Linked DNA regions of Zea mays: region 1 is linked to region 2. Evidence: chromatin contacts called from public Hi-C data. All regions are on one chromosome and are shown on one strand. The core of a region is the stretch at or near the end of the contact, and the rest is flanking DNA. Distances in the headings are between cores, read along the strand shown. Region 1 holds the start of LOC100383388 (putative B-box type zinc finger family protein). Region 2 holds the start of LOC103653034 (histone-lysine N-methyltransferase ATXR3).

Evidence for each region. A called contact is a pair of places that touch in the nucleus more often than the background predicts.
Region 1: a Hi-C map of bundle sheath shows a contact between it and region 2, with 4 times the contacts expected there. The contact joins the promoter of LOC100383388 here to the promoter of LOC103653034 in region 2. A contact is called at or near these places in 3 of 25 Hi-C or Micro-C datasets (bundle sheath, endosperm and leaf).

What each region holds. Positions count from the first base shown.
Region 1 is chr4:31,713,576-31,721,440 of Zm-B73-REFERENCE-NAM-5.0, forward strand. It overlaps LOC100383388 (putative B-box type zinc finger family protein), which reads left to right and starts at 4,032. Exons shown (of 3, transcript NM_001176043.1): 1 at 4,032-4,752; 2 at 4,940-5,172; 3 at 5,973-6,393. The coding sequence starts at 4,204. The coding sequence ends at 5,982. It overlaps LOC103653040 (a long non-coding RNA gene), which reads left to right and starts at 38. Exons shown (of 3, transcript XR_565200.3): 1 at 38-110; 2 at 195-299; 3 at 393-471.
Region 2 is chr4:31,294,116-31,301,060 of Zm-B73-REFERENCE-NAM-5.0, forward strand. LOC103653034 (histone-lysine N-methyltransferase ATXR3) reads right to left here and starts at 3,899. Exons shown (of 21, transcript XR_565197.4): 1 at 3,574-3,899; 2 at 1,453-3,453; 3 at 93-149.

The sequences.
Region 1 (7,865 bases), core at 2,782-5,281, 420 kb after region 2:
TAGCACATATGTGAAGCGAAGGTCAAAGTCTACCGCAGCCATCACATTTTGGGTTGTGAAACTCTTTCTACCTCGAAAAGCTGCCTCACGAGACTTGGGGACACTAGCTCGTATGTGTGTACCATCAATTGCGCCAATACAATTCTACATTATAATTTTGACTTGATGAGAAATAAGAATATCATTATGTGCAGGTCAAAAATAATTTTAGTGTGCCTAGACCATACCTCAAAGTAAGGATACCATCGAGGATTTCCAAGGATTTTGACTGAAGTTTCAAGAGATGGAGGCCTAATAAGGTCATCACGAAGTTCACCGACAGCACGAAGTACTAACTTAAAGTAGCGACTGACAATTTCCCCTGATCTCTTGAATTTTTTTTCCTACAACAGCATTCCTCTCGTTGTGACCAATTGTGTGAAGGAACATTGCTACTTGTTCCTCAACACAACAATGGATATTATCAGAAAGAAGGCTTCTTTGTTTTAGTGTATCACACAACAAAAAGAATGGTGCTCTCCTCAATCTTAGCATGCGCAAACAACTCGTATCATCTTTATGGTAAATACTAGAAAGGTAGTCATTTCGTTTCATTTCCATATCAATCATTGGGGCATATGAAATCCGTTTCCTTTTCATCTTCTTATTTCATTTGCATCCATCTACATGAAGTTCAGAGAGCTTTAATACATAAAAAGACATACACACGATTGCATATGCATAATTTATAGTCTAGCTAAAAAATACAGAATAGACCCAACCCAATACAGAATAGACAAGAAACAATACAGAAAAAAAGATGAAAATAAACATAACAGATTAGATTGTTACCTTACGCTGGTGATGAGAGAATTAAAGACCAAGATATGTGTGAAGAGAGAATTAAAGACCTGCAAGAGAAACAAGAAGAGAAGATTGGTAAGAAACTGAATAAGTTATGAATCAAGTTAATGTAAACTAAGCCAGAATGTTGTACAATCATTGCACCATAGACGACAATTTTATGATTCCACTGTGACATCACACGCAACCAACCAAATGAACCAACCATTTGAGCCACCTAGCAGTAGGTAATGATTGTCCTCACTCTATCGGATGCTTCGGTTTGCAGAATTAAAAAGCCAGATTAGTTAGGCAACACGAATAGAAAATACAATCTCCATGAAGCAAAAGTGTACAGTCCACGAAGAACTCTCAGGAATGTGTTGTAGGTTAATCTTAATCCACTATGTGATGATGTGGCTAACTTTTCCGTCTTAGGCAGTGAGCTTAACTACAGCTACCTTGGGACTTGGGTTGAGATACCGAGAGCTGAAAAGAAACCACTGCCCACTGATGACTGTATGCAGTGGAGCGGCTGGGGTACCCTACTCCCTCGGCGTGCAAATTGGCTGGTTCAAGAAGGTGCTCGAGAAACAGAGTCGAGAAAGCAGGGCTCCCAGCTGCCGCGCCGGAACTGATGGCCGCCCGGGGAGGAAGAAACGAGGGCGAGATCAAAGAGCAGGGAGAGGAGGTGGAGGAGGGAGCTCACCAGTTGACGGAGACGAGGGGGGAAGACAACTGCTCCAGCTCCCGGTCCTGGCTCCGCTTTCCGCTGGGGATCGGAAGTCAGAATGAGACGACGCTCAGCCTTGTTCACTCCGTGCGAATCCTGAGATGCGAATCCTGAGGTGCGACGCCTAGATCTGGTAGTGTGAGGAGTGGCGGTTGGGTGAGTACCTCGAGCCTGGCTGTTGCTGTCGCCGCGTCGTCGCCGCCGAGAGATCCCCTCAGAGCTGCCCCGCTGCCGCCCCTGTGCGAGATGCGAACCGAAGTGAGCTCATTCGGTTGATTTGGAGGAATGAGTCACTGCTAGGGTTTTGTTGTATTTTGGAATGAGTGGATGACGGATGGGTGGGTTCCGTGACGCTATCCAAACGATTTTGTAGGCTCGGATACAGGTTCGGATCACTCTAGACCATGTCGTGCTGCTAACCAAACACACTATAATTGTAGAAGTTTCAAATGATCTAGTATAATAGATGGTTTGCACTAGATTAATCTCATAGTAAGAAATAGTATGTTATTTTTCTCGCATAATTCTAAATGCCACGATGATGATCTTTTATGTTCTATGCACATGCTATTGTTGCTCTTTACATACAAATGATATTAGCAGATTAGCCTATTATCATGCATCGTTGATATCGTTGGTGCAATTTTGTCTTGCGCTGCTCCATCGATCGTAGGTCTAGATCTGTCATCGCACATTGCCCAGCCATGAGCCCCCCTGCTGCTGGCCATCGAGCCCCTATAGGTTGCCTCCTCCTTGTGGGTCCTTGACGGAAGGAAGCAAACAGGGCGCGGCGTGTGTATAGTATAGGTGGTGAATCTTTTTCGGGGCTGTTCTGGCGGGCTGGCCCACCGAAGCGGCATGGGGGAGCAACCCGGTCCACGCGCTCTTCACGTGGCCTCCACAGCGCCCGGCCCCGTCGTCGCACAGCCACAAGCTCCGCCGCATCTTTTTCTCTTCTCCGCCTTTCCGGTGCCTTTAATTATTTTATTTATTTATTTCGCATATTGTTTTTTATTATTTTCTCGGCGAATAAGTACAACGACCCATGCACATCGTGTGGCCAGTGTTTGCTTCTTCACTCTACTCTACTAGGCGCCCATTATTGTCCTTGTCTGTCTTATGCAACTGTTCATCATCTTTAAATACTTTTTCTTCCTCTAACAAGTTTGATTGTCGCGACGATATTGTTTTAGTAATTAACTGTACATCCTAATTACTCTGTTTTGGACCATGTAGATCCCAATCCGAATCTCCAACCACAGCAAGGGCATGCATGAATATGTCATATGTGTGAATGCGTTGTTTTCAGGTTCCTAAAGTTGTCCGCTAGAAAATGGACAGACAACAGACTTGTCGGTACAAAGAATAATGGAGATATATATTCTTTGGGAAAGGGTTATGAGCCTCACTTGTACCCTGCATCTAATGTTTGAAGAAACTATATCTCACTTGTACAGCGGGGGGAAAAATATAAGAGACATACTATTCACGACTTTCTATATATTTTGTGTCTTGACTGCATTTATGATCTAAGAATTCAGGATTGTTTCATGCAATCTCGTAGTTGTCTCTTGTGCTTGGCAAAACCGAGTCAGGGGCTCAAGGTTGTATATGCCCTAAGGGGCCGTTCGGTTATTACGGAACGGAACCCTAGAATAATTTCTATCCGAATTGTTTCTCTAATTTATATAAGTTTTGATTAGCTAGAATAATTCATTATGTATTCCTGTGCAAACGAACAGATCCTGAGGCTAATGGAATGTGTTATATTCATGTGTTTTTAATTATTTGGGAAGAGCCTGCATGGACATATTTTTTTTTGGTCAACTGTGTATGCAAGAGAAGCTGAGCCCCTATTTATTTCTGATGGATCATGTATATGAAATACTACTTGGACTGCTATTAAGTCCACTGCGCAGGCATGGAAATCTGTTGGGAAAGGCGAAAGAGGTGAGGACTGAGGACAGCAGCTGGGAGAGAGAGAGAGAGCGAGGAAAATATCTATCTCAAGGCACGGAACGACGAATACGAGGTTGAGGTTGGGGTTGGGGTAGGGTCGTTGGGGGAACTTGTGGCTGGCTGCAGCTGCTGGATGCGGCCACTCCGCCTCTTGCCAGCCTCACGTTTCCCCTCACCACTTATTCCTCTCCACCACCACCACGACCGCCTGCCTGCCTTTGGGTCCTACGAATGTATAGCAAAACTCTGTTGAGGTTGGTGTTAAGTAGGCTTCTACTTCTAATGGCTGGATAAAGATGAACTCAACAGCTACGCTACGCCCTCGGGAAGGAGAGAAAAGACAGGGAAGGAATGTCCAGCTGGAGGCTTCCGCGGCCAGTAGTGGGACTGGGAGCGAAGCGCATCCGCACTTCCGCAGAGGATCCTCGGTTCGGTTGGAGTTGGAGGCCCAAAAGACCTCCCGCACCCAACAAAACTCCAGCCTCACATCTCTCCCTCTCCCTCTCCCTCTTCCTCTCTGCGGTCCAAACAATCTCTCCCTCTCTCTCTCTCTCTCTCTCTTCTTCCTCTCTGCGCTCCAAACAATCTCGCCCTCTCCTTCTCTACTCTCCAAAACAAACGAAACGAAGCAAGAAACCGAGAAATCTCCCTCCCCTGTGGCTGTGGCGGTGGCGGTGGCGGCGAGGATCATGTCGGCGGCTGCGGCAGCGGAAGTGGGGAAGGAGAAGGGCGCCGCCACCCCCGGCCCCGGCCCCGGCCCCGGTGGCGCGTGCGAGCTGTGCGGCGCCGCGGCCAGGGTGTACTGCGGCGCCGACGAGGCCACGCTCTGCTGGGGCTGCGACGCGCAGGTGCACGGCGCCAACTTCCTGGTGGCGCGCCACGCGCGCTCGCTGCTGTGCCGGGGCTGCGCGCGCCCCACGCCGTGGCGCGCCGCGGGCCCGCGCCTCGGCCCCACCGTCTCCCTCTGCGTCCGCTGCGTCCGCCGCGGCCCGGCGGGGGCCGTGGGCGTCGGCGGCGATGAGGAGATGGGGGGAGCGGGCGACGGAGACGCCGAGGATGACGACGACGAGGACGACGACTCCGAGGAGGAGGAGGAGGAGGAGGAGGAGGAAGGGGAGGGGGAGAACCAGGTCGTGCCGTGGACGGAGGACGCCGAGGCCACGCCGCCGCCCGTCGGGAGCTCCACGTCCAGCAGCAGCCGGGAGGCCCCCGCCAACGGCGCAGAGCGCGCAGCGAAGGTGCCGCCTCTATCGCCCCTCTTCCTTCACCCGCTCCTCGATTTGCCATCCTATCGCTTCGCAGCCATACAATTCTTACACGTATTCCCCGTGAATCGCGGTCGCTCGCTAGGACCGACCGTTTCCCTCCAATTCGCGAGCGACCATCTCGTTCTGACCCCGAATGTCGCTTCCTCCTCTCTTCCAGGAAAACGCCCCGTGCTCCACCTCGCAGCCAGGCCTGTGCCACCACGCGTCGTCCGCGCGCCACGGCGGCCGGAGCGACGAGGCCACCTCGTCCCGGAGCGGCGGCCGGGTCCTCGCCTCCCGCCACAGGAAGAGATCGCCCTCGGATTTCTTCAGCTCTGATGGGTCGCCGCAGCCCGGGAATGGCACACCGGCGGCGAGGAATTGCTCCGACGCCGGCATTGCCAGGAATGAGTGAGTCTGCAACCCCACCCCCCCTTCATCTGAAATTTCCATGGCATATTTAACAACTGCAAGTGCCATTCACTGTACTACATAGACGGAAAAAGTTTCTGCTAGCGAACATGGACGCAATTATGCATCCTTCCTAACTAGCATGGTGTCAAGTATCCCCTGAATAAATAAATAAATAAATATGGTAGATCATCAATCTCTTTCGAATAACTCGCGATAGCATTGCCAGGGAAGAATTTAACAAAAAACAATTGTAAGGTGAGCGAACTGATATAGAAGTTGTAAAAGGTTGATAGCTACTAGTGGGTTTTACGGGCACGAGGTCTCTACCGGTAAACATAAAAGGGGGGATGGCTGCATCATAACGAGAAAGCCTTGATTTCTTGCCGAGAGCCATTATATGATGCTGCCCTGGAGTGCTCCGCAATCCCAGTAACGCTGTAGCTGATGGTAGGGTAGCAAACATGCTTTTTAGATTATGAAAAACATTACATTTCCACCTTTTTTTCTGGTCTATTTCGTGTGGGTGTGTAGGTGGGTATGCGAGATTGTGAGGCGCCAAGTGGCAATCTGTGTCGATTATTGCACTCGAACGCTTACCTTCTGTTGGAGAGAAGTTGTTCATGTCTAGCAGTTGAGCCTTGGAACTAAATTTTGTTGTTTCTAGGATCAACTCTGACTGGTAACTTGTATAGGTTGGAACACCATTTGGTGAATTTTGGCAGCAACTCGGCATGAGTCTTGCTTCATGGTTATGATCAAAGTTCTCATGGTAGATTGTTCCTGTTCTGTTATTGCAGCTTTACCTGAGGCAGGCAACCTGCGATGACTGGTGTAGATGCTGATGCTAACATTAGAAGGCCAGCTTTTAGTGCATCCAAGCTCCGGGGAAGATGCGGATCACGACGGCACGGCGAGATCAGTTCCCACCGAGGCATACATCTTTCTTCGATCATCAGTTCGTCTTCGGTCCTCAAGCAACCTTGCACGCCGCAGAGTTTACCAGAGCAGCAGTCCTAGAACCATAGTAGTGTTCCTAAACGTCGATGGCTTCGCTGAGATTGTATATGTCCCCATTACTTCGTTGTGTTCGATTCCGTCCTCTTCTGCTTGTTTTCTAACCTTAGAGAAACGGTATAGGGCAGGCTCGCAGTTGCACCGGCATTGTTCGATGGCCTCACTGTCTGCTTTCTTGAATTGTGCCCTGAGTGGCTGAGCCCTAGTTTCTTGTTTCTTGACAGTTCTTTCGGTGAGATTTATTGTCTATGGTTGCAGTGGCAGCTGAAGCATGCGGCACTGTCGTCGCTGCTCACCTGGCAAATACATACAATCTGGGCAAGTTGCAACATGGCGAAGATGGATCTGGAATTGTTAATCGCCCATTTGGGCGGGCGTGGGGTTATTAGGATATTGTTCGTGTATGGATGCCCAGTGATCTTGTCAGATGGGTGTTCTTAGACGGGGGGGAAATATCCTGCCTGGTAGGGGGAACGCGGAAGTAACGTCATTTGAAAATGTGCAGGCTGGTCTATAGGTCAGTGACAGCAACGTACTGGTTTTGATGCTGCCATGGTCACGGATGTACGTACGCTTGCTGCTGCTCGCAGGCCCGGTCGCTGTCGACATCATCTCGCCACAAAGAATTGAACCTGAAAATGAAAGCAGGGGTTTGCTTTTGTGATGTGAAAGAACCGAAGCGTTTCTATTGTATTCTGCTGGCGTTTCGCATGGAAGCACCGTGCAAACAACTGAGTGGCCAGTCTCTGCACTGCACAGTGCACGGGCCCCAATACATTTTGGTTACTGAATTTAATCCAAAGCTTCTTGCTTAAACTAATGTTACTACACATTCCGTGGAGGATTTTGGAATCACTCTAAAATATGGGCAAGGCTTCGCATTTGTTTTCGTCTTTATCTCTACTATTCTATATGAATGTATTGTAGGCGCCCACAGCACCACTCTTCTGCCGCCGCGATCGTCCTCTCGCACGCGCTGCCCCAAACCCGCCCCGCCATCAGCGCCAGCACACCGCGCCGCCAGCAATCAACGCCCGCGGATCTCCCACCCTTCTCCCCACCGCTGTCGCAATCAACGCGGTCCTCCCCCACGCGGATCCGCGTGTCCTCCCCACCGCCGCCGCAATGGAAGCTCAGCGGGCGTTCCTTCCCCGTGTCCTCTCCACCTCCGCGCCCCCACCAAACCGGAAGGCGAGATCCGCCGTCAGCCGTCACAGTGAAGGAAGGTCGCGCGAGTCGGGGAAGGAAGGTCGCGCGAGTCAGGGACCCGCCAGGCATCCCGTGCCCGCCGTCAGGATACCTGCGTCCGCTACCGCGTCATCCCGGCTTCCCCCTGCTTAGCCCCTCCGTGCCCCCGCCGTGCGCAACAGCTCCCTCCCCTGAATCACGCAAGGTCCCCACCCATCAATGTCGCCCATCCGCGCTGTCCCCCAACCCCTGAATCACGCAAGTTCCTTGCCCGTCGATGTCGCCCATCCGCGTCGTGCCCCCGACATCGGCGTCTTCCTCGATCTCCACTTCGTCAACAAGCCCGAGGTGTTCACCAAGGCGCACCAGCCGCCCAACATTTTTTGCCTAACCTGCTTCTCCTTGATTAGGGTTGGTTCTTGTTCCTCCAGGCTACTGCGTTGTGAAATCCATCTCCTCCTCTTCCTCTTCCCCCCTTTCTAGCTCGC
Region 2 (6,945 bases), core at 2,649-5,148:
TAAAACGAAGAAAAGCGTATAGCCATTCCGAAAAATTGGATAAGGAACAGTACAAACCCTAAGGCCAAACAAAATTTAAACTGATACAGTACCTTCAGGGTGACTCAATCTTTGCCAATCAGCAGGCTGAAAATCTGCACCTAAAAGCTCTGCAATTTCCAAGTGACAAAGCGCTACAACATTAGTCCAGCCATGAGGTTTAATTTCATAAATTTGTGCTAGTCAGGCCATCTGGGTGCTGGGGAAGTAAAATGCAGGTTGAAGTCCAATGCAAGTTCACAAAGGTACAGTGCGATTTATTCAAAACAAATTAAAGAACGAAAAAAACAGAAGATATTTGACATGGCCTGGGAAGTTCTGTATTTGCAGTTACACCCCCAAAAAAATATATTGTCCAATTAAACTTACAGATCAACATCCACACCAACAATCCTGATTTTAGAAGGAAGATTAGATATCTACCTTCAAACATGGTATAAAATGGGTACCCGAACTCTTAGGACAAATCTAATGTTTTAAAATGCTAATCTTTTCTTGTGTTATCAAGCACATTATTACATATAAGAATAAAATTTTGCATAAATTATTTTATACATTATTTGCTGCCTACAACAAAAAAGATGAAAAAGTATCCGTATCCAACTATCCATATCCGAATGATACCCAAATTTTATGTCTATCATTAGAGAAGATATATGATAAATTTGAGGTTTATATTTTATAATCTTTACAGGCTCAATGTTAAAAACAAGAATATCAATTTACATAGCAGATTCTATATCATATCTATTCACAATCAAAGAAAAAAGACCAAAAAACTGGTATCCGAATAGGTACCCGTTTTCATCTCGAATAGATCTGATACAATTACACAGAAATTCAAATACAGAGCTTTAGAAGTATATATATATATATATATATATATATATATATATATATATATATATATATATATATATATATATATATATATATATATATATATATATATATATATATATATATATATATATATATATATATATATATATATATATATATATATATATATATACATATATATATATATATAAGAGAGTGATTTTATGGTCGTTAGATCAAAAGGATGTTCCCGAGGATGCAGATGCAAAACGGTTGAAGCAACTAAAATTCCTCAAAAACCGAGGTCAGGACCATTAGATTTTTGAAAAACTGTATCCAAATAAGACCAACAATGCACGCTTATGGGCCCAAAACGGCCTAAACCCAAGCAAATAGACATCATATAACACCTCATCGGCTCTCTCAGCCTCTCAGGGATGCTCGTCTATTGCCTCCACAACCACAAGAAACCAAAACCAAGGGATTTGCAGCCAACTCCAAAAGGATATAACCCAAAAACAGAGAACCCAAGTCCAGCCTAGACCACATCAAAAACACGTGGATCTTCAAATATAGCAAAGAGAACTTTACCTCCAATGATCTCGAGCTCCTGGCCATGCACCAAAATTGATCCATCCATCAGTGCTTCAACCCTATCATTAATATAGAATTCTTCACTATCTTCTGCAGAAGCTTCCACCATTTGTTTATCCTCAGAACCTGATGCCAAGTTAGAAGCCTCCTCTAGAGCTTCATCGAGCAAATTTCCTGGTGCTTCTGGTGGGTTAACCATCTGTGTTGAAGTGTCCGAATAAAAAGAGGGGAAATCAGATGGCACCAGTGGTGAAGCTGCATTCTCTACAGTCACCCATCGGTTGCTATCAGCATGTTTTATCAAATGGTCAGAAAGAAGATATCCATCTTCCACCAGCTTCTTCAATACAGCAAGCTTGGAAGGTCCTTGCTCGATACCGAAGTGATCAAGGTAAAACCACCTCCCTATATCATAAATTGGATCCGTGGGTTCAGGTGCTGCACTAGTGTGAGGTGGGGTGTCACAGATATCCATGTCTTCTATCATATCTTCGGCTAGAACTCCAGTTGGCTCAGGTTCTGGTGGTGGAGGCAGGGGAGGCGGTACAGCAGGTGGCAGAGGTGGAGGTGGAGGTGGTGGAGGCGGCGGTGGTGGCAGCGGTAGTGGAGGTGGCGGTGGCAGTTCAGTGTACTTACTGCTTTCAGTGGGCTTTTCATTGGAGATTTTCTCATTCTTCTCATTGCTACCACTCTTGGTCTTTGAAGATTGCTTCGCTGATTTGCTTTTGTGCTGTGACTTTTCTGAGTTGTTGCCACTTCTGCTCTTCTTGCTTGCTTCATGAGTATCAGTAGGCCGAAAACGTTCAGAAGGCGATCTGTCGTGAAGAAATGGGCTACGGTCTCTGACATCCTCACGCTGGACTCTCCCACGAGGGAAATTATCAACACGACTTGGCGTGTTATCCCTGAAATGGGGCTGACGAGCTCTATGTCGAGGTGAAACATATGGGCTGTGGTCTCTGCTTTCGTAGTGGCGAGCACGCTCTCGATGTGGGGAACGCTCTAAGCGGCTCGGGCTCCTGTCATACCTGTCATGACGAGAGCGCTCATGAGGAAAACGACCCAAGATGCCTGGGCTCCTCTCGTGCCGATCACGCCGATCCCGTGTTGGTGATGATATCTCACGGTTTCTCCCAGACAAATGCCTGGCAGCAGATCTCTTCCCTTCTCCCTTCGGACCCTTCCTATGACTTTTTGATCCTGACTGGTCAGAGGTGTCAGTGTGGTGCTTGTGGTTAATGCTGTGGGGCTCTGTTGGCTGGTTCTTCCTTAGACTGCCACTGGTGCTGCTCTCTGGCTTAATTTCACCAGGCTCTTCATCAGAATCCCGCAAGGAGCTTTTCTGGGCAGATGAACTTGGCCTCCTGCTGTTATCATCAGCCCGTTGGGACTTGGCATCTCGCCTTTTTTCTGGCGGTGCAATCTCCCCTGGCTCCATGTCATCCTTGATAGACTTCCTGGTGCTCTTCCCAGAAGATTTTACCTTCCTCTGCCTCTCCGGCAGCAGCTCTACCTTGTCAACCTCCCCATTTCTCCTTGCTTTCTTCAATGGCACTGCTTGCTTCGTACTCACAATCTCCCCAGGCTCCACCTCCACAGCAGCTGCGGAGGCTGCCAGCACCTTCCTCCACTTCTTAGGTGGCATGCTCCTCTCAGGCAACCCATTGGTCTCCGCCTCCCCACTGAGCAGCTCCCCCTCCTCCAGGTCAGTAGCTGACGCTGACTGCTGGTTCTTCCAGTGCTGCTGCTGGTGGTGGTGTCCATGAGCCTTCTCCCCCTTATCCGGCATCGCTTCTCCCGCTCCTCCTCTCCTCACGAGGGCGCCGGCATGGAAGCCCTCGACTGCGCGGACGGCGCACGCGACACCCCCATCTCCCATGGAAAACCTAGTTGGCTGTCGGGGGCCGTCGTCCGCCAAGCTGTGCCCCACGGTGCGCTTCAGAAGCCTAGCTCCCCGGGGCTCTCCACAGTCATCTCCGTCGCCGGCACCGAAAAACCCTAATCACAGAGCAGCAGTGTTTCAGCCAAGGGAGGAATCAAGCAGCAGCAATGTGAGGGGCGCGAATTGGCGCGGAGGAACCGGCCGGATCGAAGCGGCCGCGGATCGGAGCCCGTAACTGTAGGGAATTGAGAAGCGGCGTCTCAGATCGGGAGATCTACGGCGGCGAGGGCTCCGTCACCGGCGGCGAGCTCCCTCTCCCGCCCCCGGCGAGCGGCCTCGGAAGCTTCCGGGATTTAGGGCTCCACGCCTCGCGCGCTCTCGCGTCGTGGCGCGGGCGCGAGCGCGAGCGCGGGGTGCTATCTCCTGGGTTTGTGTGTGTTTGCTTTTTGGGATTCGTAAAGCCTCCTCCGCGACTGGGGCCTCGCTCTTATGTGGAGTGGAGGGGCCGAAGCCCGAACGAAGGGCAAGGAATGAAGACGGGACGCAGTGTTGGCTTATTTGCTTGTCACAGGCAAATGCCTGCCAGGCAAAGGATCAGCCCCAGACGGTGAAAATCAAACAGGCAAAGGATCAGCTCCCAACGAGGCAACGACTGGGAGCGTTGTCTGGATCAGGCAGCCTTCCGCCCGCGCAAACCAAACATACCTACAATATAATATAGTATAGTTATTAATAGCGTAGAATAGGAGATATGGAAATATAGACGATATTATTTGTAAAGTGAAATTTAAATAAAAGATGAGATAATGTGCTAGATACACTCTTATAGAGTGTATAGTTATGAAGTAGAGTTTAAAATAAAAAAATTGAAATAGAAGGTAGGATAGAATAGGTGCTGGAGACGGTGCCAACGGTTTTCTATTGCACCATTGGTTCACTGATTGGTTGGCCGGACGCCCGCGGCCTGATCCTTCGTATGCGTTGACCGTCCTTGTGCATATGTTTGGTTAACTGCACGGTAGCATCCGGACCTGTACGCACACATGCAAAATAGTCTTTTTTTCTCTTTGTTGGCCTGTACGCGTGGAGAAGTAAAATTCATCCGTTTCCACGGATGCAAGCCCGCGCGACTCAGGCGCTGAGGATGCATGTAACCAAACTGTACCGATGTATTTGCATGTTGGTCCCCTGTGATCTGGTGTGCTTAAGGTGGATAGTAGTAATAATTAGGAGCAGTTTTCTTAGCATGTCACTATAATTACGTTCATTATCTTATTTGTCATCATAAAATATCATAATCGCGTCTATGTTACTCAAATATAATTTCTTACCTTTTTATGTCATCGTCGGTAGCATAGAAGGTATTTAGGACTACAATTTTATTACTCTTCTATGTCACTGGTGATGGCTTAAAAGGATAAAAAAAATTTGCATCCGGTCGATACAGAAGAGATTAAAGCATTTACAATGACGAATAAGGTATTGAAAAAATATATAGTGGCATATAGAGATTTTCTCTAATAATTATCAAATCAGACACAAGTATATAGATAATAGACTAACTAATTATTAGCTAGACCTAAATAAACAACTATCAGATAAAAATAATACCTAACTAACTAGTGCCAGCTAATGGGCCTAAAGAGGACCTAAATCAATTTTACAACATGTTTTCTTGTTATGAGATGGAGAACCCTTTCTCGCGACTCCAGCTATGGATGTTGTTTGGAGCAAAGAGGGCCCACAGTGCATTTTACACTCAACATGAGTTCTAGTATTTCTAAAATGATCACGGTACTTTTGGAAAAATACCTAAGTTAATATGGTGATTTGTGGTTTATTAGTTTACTAGTTAGATGCTCGTGCGTTGCAACGACATACAGAATATTCGATAAAATGTTAGTGCTCTTATATTTGTTTGTCTTTATGTTCAATGATACATTCGGAGGACACACGTGAAAATAAGCGGGTGAGAAAGAGTGAAATAGGAACGGATGCAAGTGCAATGTACAAAAAGTATGCAGTGTATACAAGGGCCACGATATAAATAATTGCTAATAAGTTTACATAAAAATAGAATACAACAGAACTGAGCATTAGAACACGCACTACGCCCTTGTTTCTAACATCCATCATCTACAACCGAGTAAGTTACATAGTTTTGCTGATTGCGGATATAAATACAGTTTTTCTCCTAAACCCTTGCAAAAACCTACCAGATGCCTAAACACCTATACAACACAAGTGACTATGTTCATGCATTGGAAGCAACACGTGGAACGTACTACTATGGGGCCATGTGTATGTATACAGTCATACACACACTAAATGGTAAGAGAAATAATGGAATAATACAATCAAATGATCTTGAACAAAATCTTTGGTATTAAGACTATTAATTTCACCTGCACTTCTTATAAGCAGTTACATTAGTGAGAAGTGTGAGATTCAGGAGAAACCTGTATTAAACAAAGCTGCCATCTACAGGATAAAATCTAGTAAAACAGATGATAAGGAGAAAACATCGAGAGTGAGGTCATAACTATCTTTACCTTCTACATTTAGAACGTGTAAAACTATTCATCTCTATCGATGTTCACGATTTGGAGGTTGTAGCTGCTTTAATTGCTGAACGGTCTACTTCATAGTTGGACATATAAAGAGTGAATCAACAGTGCACATCACTGCTAAACGCAATGTCCGTACCAAGTCGTCATGTGGGCCAATATCCCATAGAGCAGCCAAAGATGGAGAAATGCCCTTCTCAGTAGAGCTCTTTTCTTGGCAATTTTTTGCTAGATCTGCAAACAACCTTGTAAATGGCTACCTGAAAAAAAATAGCTGGTTGTTGGAGTGAAACTTCAGATCAACACTATAAGAAACAAATTAAAAGAACACCACCTGCAACAAACAAGATTTATAGAAATATATAATGCACGGTGGCACCATCACATGGAAATAAATAGTGCAGTTTGTGGCACGAATCATTGACAATGCATTTGAATAACTCTCGCCACAACATAACATAGATCATAAAAAAATACAATAACTCTTACCCCAGCATCGCCTCCGACTAGTCGACCAAGTTAATCCAACCGGGCTTCTATTTCATCGTTTGTTTCGTTAATCATGGCTATAATACTTGGAATTTGGCCTTGACCACAACCTCTAAATTATGGATAAATAAATGGAAATACATTAGCAGTAAGTATATCCAATTCAAAAGTTTTTGATTCAAAGCAAGCCACATCACACTCTCACCTATGACAGAAGCTTGGCATGATAATCTGCACCCATTTTATGTGCCAAGCGACCATATTCAGGAAAACTCTCAAAGCACTCTTATTGTTTGAGTCTTGCTGAAATCATATCAACATTCTTGTTGATATCAGCTTGTGAGAGGGTGGCATCAACGCCAAGGGATGCACAGATTCTTTGCAATACTATTACAAAGCCAAAAATGTTGAATAGTGAGAGCAATTTGTAAATGATATAGTATTGGTTATCTCTATTGTCCTCACCCCTCTCCTCTCTTGTATCTATCTAACGATTGCCCAACAACCTTTCTCATCGTGCAGCTGTGAATCTGGCGGTGTGTGAGGTGGAGG